Linked DNA regions of Danio rerio: region 2 is linked to region 1. The links are chromatin contacts, called in public Hi-C maps. All regions are on one chromosome and are shown on one strand. The core of a region is the stretch at or near the end of the contact, and the rest is flanking DNA. Distances in the headings are between cores, read along the strand shown. Region 1 overlaps syt14a (synaptotagmin XIVa). Region 2 holds the start of utp25 (UTP25 small subunit processor component).

Region 1 (5,985 bases), core at 1,564-4,063:
GATGACAAAAATGTGTGCGAATGGACAAACCAGCAGGCTGAGCACACTGTAAAACATCTGAAATTTAAAACGCCTTAACCAGTTACGATTAGTGTTCTTATAATATTAATGACATCCAGATTCTGTTCCGCGTCTCATACTTTCAAACACCACCGGGCGTTCACTGCGTGAACTGCGGACTGTCTTCTGAATTGCAAGCCATTTATTAAATGAAGAACAGATTCACACAGCTTCTCTTATCACAGCAAATTCCATTTTACTGTTGATATTTGGCACCAGTAAGTGACGATTTTGTGATGATTTTGTTTGCTTGAATGGAACTCATTGACTCATTGAATGGAAATGCTGCTATAGTCGTATATCTTTTATGCGATAATCCAGTTTTGTGCATAAAGTTAATTTGCATTTTTGGATGAAAACATAGCTATTGATCACCTCAGGTACACCTCATGTGCTTTATTCAGTGTTATATGCTAACAATGTGAGTTTGAATGCCATTTTTTTCTTTAAAGTTAAATAAACAATTTGAAATTGAACTTTAGTACTGGAAAATAATGCAAGCCAACACATATCAGTGATTCAGCATGTACATTTATTAATGTTAAAGAGGTTTAATATGTATTAATTAGATTTTAAACCTTACCATTTCTTTGGAGTGCAGTGAGTGCACTATTCTGTGCTATTATTGGCTTAATAACCACCTCATGTGGAACTCTGAATCTGCGTCTCATTTCAGGGTCTGCTACTCACCACCTGAGGTTACATTTCGGTGATGAACGCTTTGAGAGCCTTCTGATGAATGAATGAAATATGATGCTTTCCACAAAGATAACCCGGGGTGCTGAAATATAATTGGCTGAACTGGCAGTGGGGTGTTAAAAGAACCAAGATCGCATCCTGGCACGGAAAGCACGTTTTCAAAGCAGAATATCTGACTGCATTGTTTTTCAGATAAACAAGTATGTTCACTTAGCATGTTTCTTAGATATCTGCAAACATATTATGGCATTTTTATGCTTTAGAAGAGTCAAAAACTTACATATAGCACGTTTAAAAAACACTAACTGAGCATTTTAGAGGGGTTTTCTGAAGATTGATGAAGTATTGATGGTGGAAATCCAGCATGTCATCTCAGGAATAGATGACATTTTAAAATATATCAAAAGAGACAACATACATTAGATTTTTTATTTTTAGATTTGCTTTATTTATGAAAATATATATAACACAATATCTGCTGTAAATGCAGCCTTGGTGCGCACCATAGACTGTAAAATATATGGACGTAGTGTCCGTGACATCACCCATAGGTTTCTAAAGAGCGCAAAAGAAGCCACAAGTAGGTGTGGCCAACCGTCGCCATTTTGGTCGCGTGTCATCGCACCCACGGCGGGATACCAAACAAGGGCAAAGAGGCGGAGACTGAGTGGAGCTACAGACACCTGCTGGCATTTTGCTTGGACCTGGTTCAGACACACTTTACTTTGGGAGAACGCTTAATACTTTATCATCTGTGACTCGTTTGTATTCTGACCACTTGTGCTTGGTTGTACACTATATCAATAAAGTGTTTAGTCTTTTAAAAACACACTGCTGTAATACATTGAGCCACTAAACATTGTTCTTATGACGTTTTTCAACAGGAGGAAAACGTGAATTACTTCCAAACACTTCAGATATAGTCTTTGTTAGTTAATGTAAGACTATTGATGAAATCCAGCATAACACTGTATGACAACGCTTTAGATGACTGTTCTAGAGCTTACAGCTAATCAATTCGTCAGATTCTGGAGTGCATTACAGCTGTAAATATAAATATAAACGATAAATGATCTTAAATAAAACAAATACATGTATAGAGATGGTATATAATTATATAACTTTACTCACATGGGAAACGGAGGCCACGTGAATGGTTTGTAAGCACAATTAAGTGCACTCAGCATGCCATGCCATCTAATAATTGTAGGAAACAAGTCCAAAAGGCAGTTGACTGTGTAAAGCCACATAAAACAACACAGAAATACGATAAATATGCCTAGTTCAGTGGCTAATCTGCAGGATTTAGCTGAAGTGACGTGACGGTGACCAACGAGACCTAGCTGTCACTCAAGTGGCCACTCCCTTAATTATGCAAACTTAATATAAATTAATATAAAGGAAACAGTTGAGTTATAAAAAATTCACCCCCTCACAGTTGTCATGAAGGGTAATATTAGCTGTATTAACCAAAATCTTTTTTTGTACCAGGCTTTAAACACCTTTTTTTCTGCTGTAAAGTTGGCCATTCTAACAGTGGGCTCAATTGAAATTTGCTCTGTTTTGGAGCCAGGAGCGGCCAGGACTAGCGGTATTTCGGCTGAATTGCAGTTTTAGTTACTCCCTAGAGCGGGAGGTTGCCGCTTGGTGCGCACAAGTTTTCTTTTTTAAAAACAAAATAACATTTTGGAAGGAACGTTAATGTCAAATTTTCATTGCACTTTAGATTTAGCGCTCAGAATAAATGAAGAACATTACAGTTTCATGTTTAGCACACAGTCTCATGTTTACTGCGCTTTTTCACAGACTCACCAGGTCAAATAAGAGCAAACATACTTATTTGGTAAATGTCATTGTGATTATGCCACTGGTGCTGAGCAGAGTTATGTAAAGGCCTGTGTGTGGGCAGCTCAGTGATGCCTGGATCCACAGCCCGTGTGTGTGTGTGTGTGTGTGTGTGTGTGTGTGGGCATTAAGTGCCCCTGTCGACAGTATAAGTGTGTAGGTGTGATTGAGTGCTTTATGCTTTTAACAAAAGCTAGTTGTGTGCACTAATGTGCACGGTTTATTGAGTTTATTCCAGCCAGTTCTGTTGTGTGCATGTATACTGACAATGTGGACATTTGATCTAGCGTGTGTTTGGATTTCTGCCCACATTTTCTCTTGGGGCTGTTACATGATCCCTTTCATTCATTTTCAGACACACACGCACATTCGTCACAAGTACTATTGATCTAATAATTGGCCTGTGGCATCTGTTCTGTCCGATCAACATCATGCTTTGAAGTGTGTAGCATATCCCAGGACTCCACACTGCCAAAATCATCTTTAGCAAACTGAAGTCCAAAGTCCTACTGTAAGTAGTGCTAATAAAACTCTGTTAGGAATTTTCTGATCTGCAGCTTAGCAGATAATTACCTCTCGGGAGATTGGCATTCATTGTTTGGGAATTTGGACCAGTGTTATCCTGGACCTCCAAGCCTCAGAAATACCATGATTTGGGCTCAGTCATTACAGATCGGTATGTTATTTTAATGCCAGTGGAATAAATAAATACAATAGTTTCATGGATGGTGCTATAAATATCAGTGCAAAGAGTTGAACTCACTCTCGCTCAGTCCGGCTCAATGAAACAGACGGGTGGTAATCCATACTGAACATCCGGCATTTGTGTTTATCAACATCCTTCATACTGCCCTTCTACGAACTCCACAGAAATAATCAATATTGCCTTTTTAAACAAAAAATTTCAGTGGTTTTAAAACACAAACAGCCTATACTTCCATTAATGCATTTCATTCCATTATATATATATATATATATATATATATATATATATATATATATATATATATATATATATATATATATATATATATATATATATATATATTTATTTTTTTTTTTTTTCATAAGATTTGAAAAAGTAAATGTTTTTGGAAGTTTTGTCAAATATTTTGGGAAGCATTTGCTAACATATTATGTTCTTTGAATAATTAGTGAAGGAATGTTTGTTTGTCATTTTAAATCATCATTGGCTAGTAATTACTCCAGTCCTTATGTCATATTTTGTCATATAATCCTTCAGAAATCATTGTATTATGTTTGTTTGGTGTTCAATAATAATTTCTTGTATTATTATTGTGCAAAAGGTTTGTTGTACAACATCATTATACTGCATTGTTGCTAAATACACAATATAATATTAATAATAATAATAATAATAATATAAAAATAATAATAACAACAACAACAATAACAATCTACTGTATAATATTAATAAAACTAATCTATAATAATAATAATAATCTACAATAATAATAATAATTAAAATAATAGTAATCATAATATTAATCTATGAATCTATGACAATTGCATTGTACTTGTACATGTGTAATGACAATAAAGTTCAATCTAATCTAATATTATAGAGTGCTCAGCATATATGACTACACCACTCACAAATATATCTTTCAAATTAATATTTCTAACAGGATGCTATACATTATTATATTGGTGCATATCTGCTTAGTCATTAATAAAGCCAAATATGGAGCTAATCTAACAAAAATAAATTGTGTAGCTTGTAATTTGTTTTTTTGCAATATTTTGCTAAATGAAATGGATAAAACTCAAAATGGGGCATTTCGTATAGCCATATGGATAGATAGACAGACAGACAGACAGACAGACGACAGATAGATAGATAGATAGATAGACAGACAGACAGACAGACAGACAGACAGACAGACAGACAGACAGACAGACAGACAGACAGACAGACAGACAGACAGACAGACAGACAGACAGACAGATAGATAGATAGATAGATAGATAGATAGATAGATAGATAGATACTGTAGATAGATAGATAGATAGACAGACAGACAGACAGACAGACAGACAGACAGACAGACAGACAGACAGACAGACAGATAGATAGATAGATAGATAGATAGATAGATAGATAGATAGATAGATAGATAGATAGATAGATAGATAGATAGATAGATAGATAGATAGATAGATAGATAGATACTGTAGATAGATAGATAGATAGACAGACAGACAGACAGACAGACAGACAGACAGACAGACAGACAGACAGACAGACAGACAGACAGACAGATAGATAGATAGATAGATAGATAGATAGATAGATAGATAGATAGATAGATAGATAGATAGATAGATAGATAGATAGATAGATAGATAGATAGATAGATAGATAGATAGATAGATAGATAGATACTGTAGATAGATACTGTAGATAGATAGATAGATAGATAGACAGACAGACAGACAGACAGACAGACAGACAGACAGACAGACAGACAGACAGACAGACAGACAGATAGATAGATAGATAGATAGATAGATAGATAGATAGATAGATAGATAGATAGATAGATAGATAGATGAACAGATAGACAGATAGATAGACAGACAGACAGACAGACAGATAGACAGATAGATAGATAGATATTGTATAACGATGGTTTGTTCTGTAGACTATCAAAATCAATAGGCCTTTTAAGCCTTATTTGAACAAACCATCGTTATACAATATCTTGCCTAATTAAGCCTAACCTGCCTCATTAACCTAATTAAACAAGTTAAGCATTTAAATATCACTTTAAGCTGTATAGAAGTGTCCTAAAAATATCTAGTCAAATATAATTTACAGTCATCATGGCAAAAGTAAAATAAATTAGTTATCAGAGATGAGTTATTAAAACTATTATGTTTTAAAATGTGTTGAAAAAAATCTTCTCTCCATTAAACAGAAATTGGGAAAAAAATAAACAGGGGGCAAATAATTCAGTGGGGCTAATAATTCTGACTTCAACTATATATATATACTTGGGCTGTGCGATTTGGGGAAAATGTCTAACTGCGTTTTTTTTGTTTTTTTGACAAATATTGCGATTATGATTTGATTTGCGATTTAATTTTGTAGTCAAGGTGGAGCTCAATAATCTGTAAGCCGTTGCACCAATTCTGCAAATTTCTTAAAAATGACCTGTTTATGTTTGATGTCTGTGACTTAGAAACCAAAATATTCCCATATTACCAATGCTTTTTCCCCTTGATATTCAATTGTCTATTAATGCTTTTGAAGCAGCAGACGCCATTATCCCACTCAAAAGTGCTTTTCTGTTTTTATTTTTTTACAATTTTTTAATCGTTGTGCGCATTCCACATAGTTCAATTGTGCATATCTGA
Region 2 (5,985 bases), core at 958-3,457, 65 kb after region 1:
TTGGTGCTTCACAAACATGTCTACAACAACCATAAAATCAAGCGCATTTTTAAACTGTTAAACTTGGGTTCTCATTTTGTTTTGTAATGCAATCAATCTTGAGTACTAGACCTGGTAACAAATGTCACATCAATAGTAATCGTCATTACTTAAAAATTCAGAGAGCTTCATTGATGATGTATCATAGGATAGTCTCACCTTCATCCTGTTCCTGTTGTGCTGTGTTTTCCTCTCCTTCTGCAGGCATATTGGTCTCCAAGCAGAAAGCAGCTTCATTCTTTTTATCTGTAAACTCTCCCTCCATCTCTGCCTCTTCATTCTCCTCTACATCTCCATTGGTCTTTTCAGGGTGTTTTTTCTGTAATTTGTCAGATGTTTCTTCCACTTTATCCTCTAAAACTTCCTCAGCATCATTCCCGTCCTCTTCATCGGTGTCCTCCACTTCTTCTTCACTATCACCTTCAACTTAATAAAAAATAGATAAGATATAATAAGTCAATGCCATTAGACCCTTTCAAATGAAAATGAAATTTGCTAAGTGTAAAAGATCTTACCTTCAGCTTCCTCCTCGTTATCCTCTTCCTCGCTTTCTTCATCTTCACTCTCAACATCATCTTCATCACCTTGAATCATGGTGGACAGTAGTTTCTGATATGCAGATGGTTGCTCAGCATCACTGTCATCCTCACTGTCTGGTTCAGGGCGCTGTGGACTGTCAGGCTGTTTGGGGGCAGAACTTCTTTTAGTGTGATGGTTGGAAACATAACATTTTCTTCATACACACAACAGAACATGATAATGAGCCATTAATGAACACAAACCAGGATTTATGAACTGAAAATTCTAATTTCCCTCAAGCGTTTGACATTAGAGTTATAGTGTTCTACAAAAACCTGAAACCACCTGGTTTTGAAATCAATAAAGAGCTATTTTCATATGGTCTCAGTGTGAAACAATATTGCGATGACAGACTTCCTCTACATCATCTCACAACACTATAAAATAATGCTCACACTTTACAATAAGGTTTCAATAATTACTGTTAACAAACTCATAGAGAACAATACTGGTACAGCATTTATTATTCATATTTTATCACAAAACCTGAATTTGTACTTGTTAACATTAGTTAATGCATTGTGAAGTTACACAAACTAACAAAGAACAAACTGTATTTTAATTAATTAACGTTAACAAAGATGAATAAATACGATAACACATTTGTTGTACATTCTTTGCTTATCTTAGGATTCGGAAATACATTAACTCAACAACCTTAGTGTGTTAGCAAAACAATAGTAGATGCAGTTCAAGACCACTTTGACATTAAACCAGCTGTAGCACTGATGTAAAGTTGGTTTAATATTTGCACATTCTCCATAATATCATTTCAGAAAAGTACAATTTGCTATTTCGAAACATGAAAATCGTACTATAGCCAACGACTATCAAAATACAACATTGTTTACAGTCAATAGAATAGAGGCAATGTTGTTTTGAAGTCATGCTTAAATCCGATTCCAGACCAAATGTTCAAATTAGCGTGGTAAACAAAAGAGAGAGAGAGAGCGTTAAAATTAACGAATACAAAACCAACTTCACCTCAAAAGCAGCAGCTTCCCTTAGGTGATCTAGCAAATGTTTTCACAATTACACTGTATAGCAGTCGACAATTAAAGTGAATCAATTAAAAAAACTGTCGTAAGGCAATAATGAATTATGAATGTATCTAATGAATACATTCAATAGTTTTTGTGCAACTTTGATGAAAGGTTTTGCTCCACTTCAAATGTCGACTCCTGTTTTATTCGTATGTCATTCAGATCCAGCTGCTAAATGCATTCATATAACGTTACAGGTTTTTGAACCTAAAATAATTGGTCACTTGACTGATGAAAGAATACATGAATATAATGACTTACCAAGCGCAAAATCTGAGTCTTCTCCGGTCTTTCAACAACCCTAAAATAAAAAAGCATTCATATTTTACACGTAAAGCTCCGAATGTATGCTAACTTAACTTATACTGCGAGCTGTGTCCTGAACAACGCATCACGGTACTTACTTATCGTGAAAAGGGTGTTGTTCACCAAATTCCTTTAGATGTTTCTTCTGTTTCTTAGTTAAATTATCAATCTCCTGTTTTCCTCGCCTTCTTTTGCCCATGTTTCTGTTCTACATCTACACACACGTGTGTAACCAGCTCCTGTTTTCTTTTCTTCATGGATAGTTAATACCATACTCTAGCGCCACCTTAAGGCTTGGCATAATTATGGTAAAGATGCAGAAAAAAGGGGGGCAAAGTGAGTCTTTGAGGAGCAAAAATCCCAAAATATAATAAACACTGAATAACAGGGTTGTCATTTCTAACGCGTAATTGCTTTCCAAAACATAGACCGGATTACTGAACCCATAGGAGAATTAAACACTCAGTGGGTCTGATCTGATGAAGTTTTAGCACCTGTCAAAGCAGAAGAATCATGTCATTGGTTTATATTTTAGCTCATTTTGAGATTTTCTCATTGCTTTGTTACTAGATGTTCTGCCACAATATGATTAGTGCCTCTGAAATGCTCTATCAATCCCCTAAGATTCAACGAATTCGAGTTTTCCTCTGGCAGTGTATGGCAAGCTGTTAAATCATTTGATTGTGTCTTTTCGTGTTCATTCTTTCATTTTCCTTCGGCTTAGCTTCTTACTTATCAGAGATCGTCACAGCGAAATGAACCACCAACTATTCCGACAAATATTTTACGCAGAGGTTGCCCTTCCAGCTGCAACCCAGTACTGGGAAACATACACACACTCAAATACTACAGTAAATTTAGCTCATCCAATTCACCTGAGTACCCTGAGGAAACCCACACAAACACAGGGAGAACATGCAAACTCCACACAGATGAGATATGCCATCTGGCCCTGCCGCGGTCTTAAATTAGCAACCTTCTTGCTATAAGATGACAGCGCTAACCACTGAGCCACCGTGCCATCCCTCTTTTCATGTTACATTTTCTTATTTTTTTAAATACCTGTTAATTTTTCCCAATAAATACCAGTAGCTAAAAATTGCCCAATGATTATTTTAAGGCAAAAGATAAAATACATATTTATTAGATCTGAATATTCATTTAATAACAAAAATTCTGATTTATTATGTACTACTTAAATAGCACTCTCTACTTATTACTAGACTTACTAGACACCACTTAATCATATGCGTTTATTATATTTGCTGCACTGTAAAACCCAACAGTCAACTTTATGAAATGTAATGAGTGTAGTTACCTCAAAATTTACTGAAAGTTAATTCTACTCATTTGAAAAGAGTTTTCAAATCAAATTAAATCAAATCACTTTTATTGTCACATCATCAGCAGCACGTGTGCTATGATGAGTGAAAAGCTTAGGTGCTGGCTCCAGACAGTACAAAATACAGACAGTGAAAATAAAATGACAGTGCAAAATAAACACAGTGCAAAATACAACAGCATGCGATTAATGAGTTAATTAAATACCTCATTACTTCAAATTAAATGGACTAAATTCATAGTACTCATATAGATACATTTTTTAACTCAAGTGGTTTGTAGCAATCGGTTTCCTTAAGCATTTTAAGTTGCCTTAACTAATTGGGTTTTACAGTACTCAGTTGGTTTAAGTTCTCTTAATTTATTGGGTTTTACTGTGCTCAAATTGCTTGATTTACTCAAATGGATTGAGTTCACAGTACTGATTTTTTTTTTTTTTTTTTGTATTTTTATGGACTTTGAAAGAGTCGAGATCTTCTGTTTATAGAGGATGAGGGAGCTCTCAGATTTCACCTAAAATGTTTAATTTGTGTTCTGAAGATGAATGAAGGTCTTATGGGTTTGGAACAACATGGGGGTGACTAATTAATAAAATAAATTTCATGTTTGGATCAACCTTTATGTGTGTTTTTTGTTTTTGCATAATTAAAAAATAAGTTTCAAATTGATCCAGTGTTTGGGTTAATGTACATGTCTGAGCATGCATGCAAGTCGGCAGCCAGACACTATTGCATTTTTTTAGAGCATTCAATAGTATCTATAAAAATTGTATGTAGGGAAAAGAACGAGGGGGCAGCATAGGGCCGCAGTGGGTAACACAATCGCCTCACAGCAAGAAGGTTGCTGGTTCGAGCCCCGGCTGGGTCAGTTGGCATTTCTGTGTGGAGTTTGCAGGCTTAAGCCCTTAATGTATTGTCAAAAGCCCCTGATCTTTTGGAATATGCTGCACTTGAAAATAGGTTGTATAACATTTATTTTGTTATCCAGTACTTAAAATTACAATGTACATCATGTGCGTTCCACTTAAGCCAGCTTTTTTGTCCGGCATTAAAACAGTGAGCTGTTTATCAGTACCTGTTTCTACCGGCAGGTGGGAGTGGGACTGTTGTCTCATGGCAAGTGTTAAAAAAATCCCACCACTGCATTGTCGTCATTCATTCATTATTTTGAGGAGCTGAAGCGGAGGAGGTAATACAATTGTTTCGCAAAACTGAATAGTTCTAACTACTGATGAAGCCTAATATTTGTTTCCACGGTATAAAATGTGTGTAGTTTTGGTGAAATAAAATAACTGTAATCAATAAAATGTGCGTCATATTAATGTTAATACATGCAAATTATTCAGGAAAACGTAAATTGTACTAGCTTTCTAGCTATGATATAGTTATCTAGACATATTTATCTATATATCATATAGCAGTCACATCTGTTTTTGTAATGGTTAAATCACAATCAGTTCATCCGTCTAGCTTATTATTTTATAGCTGTACTGTAACATGCCTTATCCCTTTCAACCCTATAGCAATGCCCATGCTAGTACGTTTTATAGATTAAATGTTAAAAAGGCTTGCCATAGATCATGCGTCACACAGCTTTAACTAATTACAAACACTGCAGGCGTGGAGGAATGGATCCCACCATCCGTTCAGGTGCAGCAGACGTATCGGGTGTTCATCAGAATCAGAGCAGAACTGATGTTTGATGTGCGTTAACTCGACTGCAGCCGAAAATATCTTGGCCAGATCATGTGTAAGAATGTATGTAATTGATTTGATCATTGAAAATTGTTCCATAACATTCAATGAAAACAGATGTGGGGTTACCAAATACGGAGACATTTTTTAAAAGTTATTTATATATTTATTTATTTAATTCTCCCGGAGAGACCCTTTTTTTCCCCCCCTCACCAGTCTCTGCGAACATGTGGTCTGTGATTATAAAGCATATTCCCCGCTGGTGATTAGGGTGCCTATGAATAACAGCAGGGCTGGAGGCCAGTGAAAACAAGGGGAGTGAAACAAATGAACCACACACATCTCAGCTCAGGGGTGAGTCATAAACACACCAAAGGTTAGAAAAACACGGTTGGGTGCCAGCGTGAAGGCGAGGTGAGCGTCCGTGAACACCCGAAAACGTCGCCCCGAAGAGACGAAATGCAGCTGATACACTGTAGGCCAATGGTTTCATGCCCACTTCCTGTGATAAAGTGTTGTGTGCATCTGTGTGTGCTTGAGGCCAATCCACTGAGAAGAGACTGTGTTTCTTATTCATTGGCTAAATGTTCCTTTAAATGCATCTTTCACTCTTCAATATAGATGTAAGAATTTATATGTATGAATTCATCACATTCTTTTGGTAAAGAGTATAAAAACTATTAACAAAACTAAATATAAAATAAGAGTAAGACATTCACATCCTATGAATGCCTGTAGAATGATTTTTTTATGCATCTGGATGATATTTTTCGGCCAGCCTGATCTCACGAGAAAACGTAAGTATTTTACGTTTTGGCAGTTTATTAGCTAATTCGTACAAATTCGTACGAGTTCAGTCGTAAGAAAATGTACAATTTTAAAAAGGAGGCGTGGCACCTAACCCCACCCCTAAACCCAACCGTCATTGGGGGATACGCAAATCGTACTAAAATGTACGAATTAGATCGTACGAATTTGTACGA

Evidence for each region. A called contact is a pair of places that touch in the nucleus more often than the background predicts.
Region 2: a Hi-C map of an unstated tissue shows a contact between it and region 1, with 6 times the contacts expected there. The contact joins the promoter of utp25 here to the enhancer-like site in region 1. A contact is called at or near these places in 3 of 18 Hi-C or Micro-C datasets (caudal fin, hematopoietic stem cells and an unstated tissue) and 1 of 4 datasets of contacts at active chromatin or transcription factors (caudal fin).

Annotation. Positions count from the first base shown.
Region 1 is chr13:35,278,093-35,284,077 of GRCz12tu, forward strand. All of the region lies in intron 2 of syt14a (synaptotagmin XIVa), which reads right to left. Among named protein-coding and RNA genes, the nearest start is that of syt14a, 40 kb to the right of the region's middle. Within about 2 kb of position 2,814, at least 4 of the 62 cell types and tissues checked have an H3K27ac peak or open chromatin away from gene starts, as enhancers often do.
Region 2 is chr13:35,343,923-35,349,907 of GRCz12tu, forward strand. utp25 (UTP25 small subunit processor component) reads right to left here and starts at 2,208. Exons shown (of 13, transcript NM_173273.1): 1 at 2,066-2,208; 2 at 1,923-1,962; 3 at 555-720; 4 at 199-465; 5 at 1-20. The coding sequence starts at 2,166.